Regions from separate parts of the Danio rerio genome. Here region 2 is linked to region 1. Evidence: chromatin contacts called from public Hi-C data. All regions are on one chromosome and are shown on one strand. The core of a region is the stretch at or near the end of the contact, and the rest is flanking DNA. Distances in the headings are between cores, read along the strand shown.

Region 1 (3,548 bases), core at 2-2,501:
GATTCAAGCTAGCTATTCTTGATTTATCAGTGCATCAAGAGCATTTAAAGTATAAAAGGGGTAGTGCATAAACATACTGTTGGCCCATCAAAAATACAAGCACAAAAATAACCCGCAGGAGAGGAGAGGAGGAAATGCGGGCACTGGCTGTGCGACCATTAAATATGACTCATTTGCACCACTTATGCGGGTGGAAAATCTAAAAAAATATCTGTAGACCTTTCATTTAGTGTTTTTTAACATCATTGTGCATGTTCGTTTTTTTTAGCATTGTATTTTGTTATTCCTATTTACTGCAATGCTCTCTATGGATCATAACTGCACACATTTTTTATCCCACAGAACTGTTTTAAGGACAGATAAGGCACAGATAAATGCAGAATCAGTGCTTTACCTGCAGGAATGGTAAGGTTGTACGAACTGTAACATTTTATACAACCCTGTGGTGATGATCTGGGTCATCTTGCTTATGTAACATGCTTATATGCTTATTTGTAGAGATGTGATTATTCCCTTAACTGTAAGGTTTACCCTAATGACAAACCATCTGTGAAGTCCAACATAAAGAAAAAGAAACTAAAGATGGAGCACAGTCTGATCTGCAAAAGTCTAAATTGGAGAACAACAAAATATTGAGGAAAAGTTGGTTTTATATTTACACGTTCGTTCAGTGACAACTTATGGCATTCTCCCTATATTGTTTACCATGTTACTTTGAATAATTAGGCCTGAACTTACATATAAATATGACTTCAATACAACATTAGCACTATTTATTTGACTGTGAACAGTTGTATTTTGATAGACATTGGCTGCTAATATGATTTCTCCATTTAGAATTTGCAAAGAATCCTTTAATATAAAACCAACTTTACCTCAATCAACAAAATGGCTACAAAAATCTTTGGCTCATTCTGGGCTAGCTTGAATACTATAACAGGCCTTCAGCATGTACACCGAAATAGCAGCAAGTTTACCCTGGAGACATTTAAAATCATGAACCGAGTGAAAAACCTGTTGAGTGATGTTGACAACGCTTTCCTTTCAAAATGAGTAATTAACAGCAGTGGGCCTGATCATTTCTGTGGACATTTGCTTGATGCCTGTGTGGAAGAACTGTATTTTTATAAGTTTGTACCTACTTTTTTGAAAGTCTTTCCAGCAGGAACCTAAGTTGTGAAAAGATTAAGTGGTTGTCGCAAGTTTAGTAGAGTCCCAATATCTTTAATGAATTCAGAGTAGCTGGTACAGCACTGCACTGCCACCTCCTGGTTATACTTGATAAGACAAGAATAATTATGTAAACATGTTGGCGATATCAAAATCTGATTCACCATGAGATTACATCTGCGTTTCATCCCTCTGCCCTAATCCCTTAGAATGGTTTACCTTCTAGACTCAAGAGTGACGACTTTGAAGGGATGCATGCCTATAGGGGATAAAAAAGATTTTGACTGCATCTGCGTCACAAATATAACGTGGAAAAAACATGGGGTGTGCTCACCACTTTCTCCTTCATTCCCAAGAGTCATCTGAAGTTTGAGTTAATATTTTTAGGAGATTGCTCATGAAAATCCCTACTTTGGAACAAATATGTGCCCTTGATGTGCACTTGGAATTTAAAGTGGTATTGTGTTAGAAAGAAGCAGATAAAAGGAAGATGTTTAGGGCAGATTGTCAAGCCTGCTTCTAGAGCAGGGGTTCCCAAACTTTTCAGCCCGCGACCCCCAAAATAACAATGTCAGTGACTCGCGACCCCCATTTTTCAAGGTGGTTATACTGTAAATATATAAACTTTGTAGACACAACTATAGGCATGTATAAACATAAGCACATTGACAACACATACATGCAACAGTCTAATAACCATATATAATTTTTATATTCATTTATTAATTTATGATATAAAAAGTAAAGGCTGATGACTGATTTTTATTTATTTATAATAGATAATAATAATATAATAATAATTTTGTTTTATTTATTTGTATGTTGTTGTTTATTTATCACAAATATTAACCTCTGTGCAGTTATGAGTAAAATATGGTCATTCAAATAGTTCAATAAAACTTATTTAAGTTTTGGAGATCACCAAGCGACCCCTTGTCATTGTTACGCGACCCCCCAGGGGGTCCCGACCCCCACTTTGAGAACCACTGTTCTAGAAGGCCATTGCCTTGCAGAGTTCCCCCCTGGCTGGGTAATGAAAGTCTTGGAGAGCCATATCACACTCTGAAGGTCACCATGGCTGCCATATTGAAGCGTTGTTCCAAACTGAAGTGCTAAAAACTGGTCACTTCGAAGGGCTCTTCGGATTAAAGGATTTTAAAAAAATAAAACTGATTTACACTTCGGGCCACATTTCTTTAAACAGGGAAGTTGTTTGGTGTCATTAACAGTACTTAATTTAGAAGGGTTCTTTTCAATGCTCTAATCACTTTAGAGAGACCCTCCAGATGGATTAGGGCCACTATTTCTCTACTCAAAACATCTGCCTAAAATTTTTATTATATCTGTTATAATGCTTAGATGTATTGAATTAGGGACCAGACAGTGCAGAACAGAGACACTCTAGGTACAATTCTGGACACCCCGGTTTGGACCATTGTTTTCATGCTTAAGTCCTCTTCATGGGTGGATTTACTCTGTATGGAATGTAGCATATGGTTCCTTGTCAAGATTAAGGCCCAGATAAACTTCAAATGAAATTGAAGAATGAACTGAAATGACATAATTTCAGACAAAATCCAGTTAAAACGAAGGCTGTGTTGAATACGTTGAAGCAGTTTGTAACAACTGACTGAACCTAACTGTTTTATGGTGTTTGTTTTGGCTCCTTATGGGTTGCATATAGGGAGGTTTGGCTCTTGTTTATTGCCACCCTTCGTAAAAAAAGATTGAAAATGCGTAAGAAATACCTTTACAGGATGATAACGGGATAGAACTGTAAAATACGGGAGAATCCTGGGAAAAACTGGAGGCTTGACAGGTATGGCAAACATCAATACCCATGATCACTCTCAGATATATTTTAAAGACTCGGACACTAGACAAGAAGGCGTTGCGCCATGTCTTTTAAAGTTCGAAACTAGGAACTTACTCATTGTAAACTAGGAATTTATTGGAGAGGAATAGTTGAAATCATTCATGCTACCATAACTTTTTGGCCTCAAATGTAGAATGAAAAAAATGTCAGGACCTTTAGAGTGGGCTTTTTAAAAAAGGGACCAATCAGGAAGGAGATTTCAAACTGCAAGTGCCAATCAGAAGCAAAGGAGTCAATATATTAATATTTCAATAAGACCCATATATTGTGAAACTATAAGTCTTTTCAGCTTGTTAAACTGCTATAACATCTCAACCTCCCCAACCTGCATTATTTTCAGAAGATGAGCTCCTGTGTTTACAAATGACACCAAACTTCATTTAAAACAGTGCAAAGGTGTAGACAAAAAACAGACCACACACAAAGTTATTTGGATAAAACTGCAAATATAAATTAGGAAGATTTATTTAAGGTTAATAAGTATTTCCACAGTATGAACATA
Region 2 (3,552 bases), core at 864-3,363, 39 kb after region 1:
AATATACAAATCGGTATTTTGGCAGCCAATATTGAGTACCGATTCCTTGTCATTGTGATCAGTCGTTACCAAGTACCAATTCTGACATTTTAAGCTTTATATAACTAAGTCATTTCATAAGCTCATTTTCCCTCTATGTACAGAATGACATCTCGCCTTACCTAAGAGAATGAATTAAGGATGTTGCACACAAGTAATGGTCAGAAGCAGCTTTACAAAAAAAAAAAAAAAGATAAAACAATTTACTGACAATGCGATTTGGAAACATTGCTCACATGTTGTAACACTGTGGATGTTTAATCCGGGTTGTAAACAAACACTTGCGATCGGTTCATGAGATCAGCCAGATCAGCGACTGATACCAATCTCCAGCTGATCGATCAGAGCATTTAGGTCAAAATTATTGATTGTTTTCGACAAAAAAAGTTAGAAAAGAGAGAAAAATCTCATTTGTTGTATTCGAAACACGTTTTTCACCAGTTTTCTATGATTTCATGGCAGTAATGAAGCACAATCTCTGTAAATGTATATAAAATTATAAAAAAACAACAAGCATTGCTAGAATGCTGATGTTAATAACTGTAATCAGAGTCTGTAAAGAGGGTCTGTAGGCGCATGTTAACTGGAGGTCTCATACTTTTAGGTATGAGTGAGTGCTGACAGATTTCCTCCATCTTTGTGTGCGTTAGACAGTCGCCTGTGATCTTGACCTCCATCAGGCAGACGGTGTCATCACTATCACTCTGTGTGAGAGTATGAGTGTGTGAATGTGCGAAGAACCGCCAGGCAAGAAAACCTGTCTTCCCATCTGCTGCCGTCTCTGAAAGCAGCCTTAAAAGCAAAGGTCACTTAGATCACATGACACAAAGCTCTTAACCAGCCATCTGATTGCAGACACCCTCCGTTTCAGAAAATAGACTCATGGTCAAAAGTTTGGAATTTTAAATGTTTTTATAAGAAGACTTTTCTGCACACCTAGGCTGCATTTATTAGTAAAATTTTAATTTATTATTACCATTTAAAGTAACCGATTTCTTATAAAATTGAACTTTTATTTATTCCTGTGGTTGAAAGCTGCATTTTCAACACCAATACCCCAGTTTTCAGCCACATGATCCTTTATCAAGAATTTTAATATACTGATTAACTGTTCTGTTATTCTTGGTACTCAATCATTAATAATTATTATTATAATTATAAATATTCCATTTTTTTCAGCTTCATAGTTTTATGGAAACCAAGATTGTTGATGTTTCATTGTTTTTTTATGAAACGATAACACCATTTATTAGAATTTTTTAAAAATTTTTTATAATAAATATCTTTAATTTCACTTTTGTTGTATGTCTCCTTGATTAATTAAAGTAAACACATTTTTTATGGTACTATATCAATATTTCAACAAAAATATGAAGCAGCCTAACTGTTATAATAATAATAATAATAATAATAATAATAATAATAATAATAATAATAATAATAATGGCTGTTCATTCCGCTGTGGCGACCCCAGATTAATAAAGAGACTAAGCCGAGAAGACAATGAATGAATAAATGAATGAATAATAATAATAATAATAATAATAATAATAATAATAATAATAATAATAATAATAATAATTATTATTATTATTATTATTATTATTATTATTAATTCCAATTGTAATAATACTTTATCATTTTAAAAATTGTTACTGTATTTTTTTATATCAAATAAATGCTGCCTTGATGACAAAATAAGCTTCTTTTAAAATCGTTTAAAAAAATTTAGTCTATGTTATTTGCCCCAAATAACATCAAAAACCTCCAAAAATAATAAACAAAGGACCTTGATGCAAAAAAATAAATAAAATAAAACTCAGATGATGTGCTCTGTGTGATTCAGAACTAGACACTCAATCAAGTACATTTCAGAAAGACAGACAGACAGACAGACAGACGGTTGGTGGTTCGAGCAGAGAGTGGTGTTTATGATGAATCTTGATGGCAGGTGGTCTCTAACCTTGTGTGCCGAGTCGATTTCATCCTCCAGGCTGTCAGCGGGGCTCTCAGCCATCAGGTTTACCCTGTCGTCGCCTGTGTCATCGGGGCTGTGCAGCACAAGGCCAAGACCTTCATCCAGGATGTCCTCTAGAGGGAGCAATAAAGACAGACAGGCAGTGGGTGAAGAACATGACTGTACCAGAGACATTTTATCTGAAACATTTTTTCAAATTTAGTCAGCTAAGATGCTTTAAACTGCTTTAAAAATTAACACTTAAAATGTTACAGATATTTTTTAAATGAATGCTTAGTATCACTATAAAACTACACAATAAGTTTTAATCACAAGTTAGATTTTTTTTTAAATTCTGGTAAAGTTTTTATAATTTTATTATTTGCTATTTTTAATAATTTTTTGATATGTCTGTAGTTTTAGAAGACCAAGTAATGCTATAGTAAATGAGATGAATTAATAAATGAGATAAATAAATTGTTGAGATAAAAAAATATTTTATGAGATATAAATAAATTGTTGTGAAAGCTAGGTGAAATAAAAAAAATTAAAAAAATGCATATGTTTTTAAAATAATATGTGTTTTATTACCTTTAATTTAAATGTCAAGCAACAACGCTATTTTAAAGTTTTAGTTTTATTAATTAACTCCTGTTTCCCAGTAATGGGATGTGACTGGAAGGGTATCCGCTGCATAAAACATATGCTTGAATTGTTGGTGGTTCATTCCTCTGTGGCAACCCCTGATAAATAAGGGACTAAGCTGAAGGAAAATGAATGAATGAATGTATGAATTAATTAATTCCTAAAAAAAATTAAGTGTCCAAAAGTTGATATTAAAATAGCTTTTAAAAATATATTAGAAAGTGTGAGAATATTACAGTTTAAAAATATATTTGTGATTGGTTGAATGAATGAGTCTGTAAGTCACTCTCTCTTGTGTCACCAAAATATGCTGATAATGACTATAAAATATGCAAACATATGAATATCGGAAGACAGCGGAGAAGAAGTTTACCTTGACTCTGGGAGAAGATGTCAGTGCAGAGGTCTTGCGCTCCGTCTGATCTGCGAGGAGGAAGCTGGCACAGCTGGTGCGGATCGGCAGCGGGCAGCGTGCTGACAGTCAGGGTGAGAGAGGGCAGAGCAAACGCAGCCTGCATGTCTGCCAACTCCAACACACTCGCAGGTTTACTGTTCAACTTCAGGATCTCATCACCGGCTCGCAGACCTGAACACACACAATCACAAGTTGGTAAGCAAATGTAGCAAATGTACTGGGCATCGCACAAAATTTTCAAAATTATTAAAAAAATTATCTTAAAACATGTCAGAGGCTACACTGTAGAAACATTCTTGCTGCATTAATTTTTTTTGCTGAATCCAATGAACTTTTCTAGTCATCTCAACTTACATCAATCAAACTGACTAAAAATATTAGGTTAAACTTTGCATAACTTCAAAAATGTAGCTGAAACCTGATTCATTTATTAAAATAAGTTAAAGTAATATAAAAAAATATCTTTGTAGTCATAATTTTTTTGTAATATAATTTT

Evidence for each region. A called contact is a pair of places that touch in the nucleus more often than the background predicts.
Region 2: a contact with region 1 is called in a Hi-C map of hematopoietic stem cells, with 1.8 times the contacts expected there. The contact joins the enhancer-like site here to the promoter of grik1a in region 1. A contact is called at or near these places in 4 of 18 Hi-C or Micro-C datasets (caudal fin, embryo and hematopoietic stem cells).

What each region holds. Positions count from the first base shown.
Region 1 is chr10:30,500,478-30,504,025 of GRCz12tu, forward strand. grik1a (glutamate receptor, ionotropic, kainate 1a) reads right to left here and starts at 1,252. Exons shown (of 16, transcript XM_073914784.1): 1 at 1,143-1,252. tiam1a (TIAM Rac1 associated GEF 1a) reads right to left here. Exons shown (of 29, transcript XM_073914764.1): 29 at 3,476-3,548.
Region 2 is chr10:30,538,303-30,541,854 of GRCz12tu, forward strand. It overlaps tiam1a (TIAM Rac1 associated GEF 1a), which reads right to left. Exons shown (of 29, transcript XM_073914764.1): 16 at 3,015-3,227; 17 at 2,003-2,130. Among named protein-coding and RNA genes, the nearest start is that of grik1a, 38 kb to the left of the region's middle. Within about 2 kb of position 2,114, at least 5 of the 62 cell types and tissues checked have an H3K27ac peak or open chromatin away from gene starts, as enhancers often do.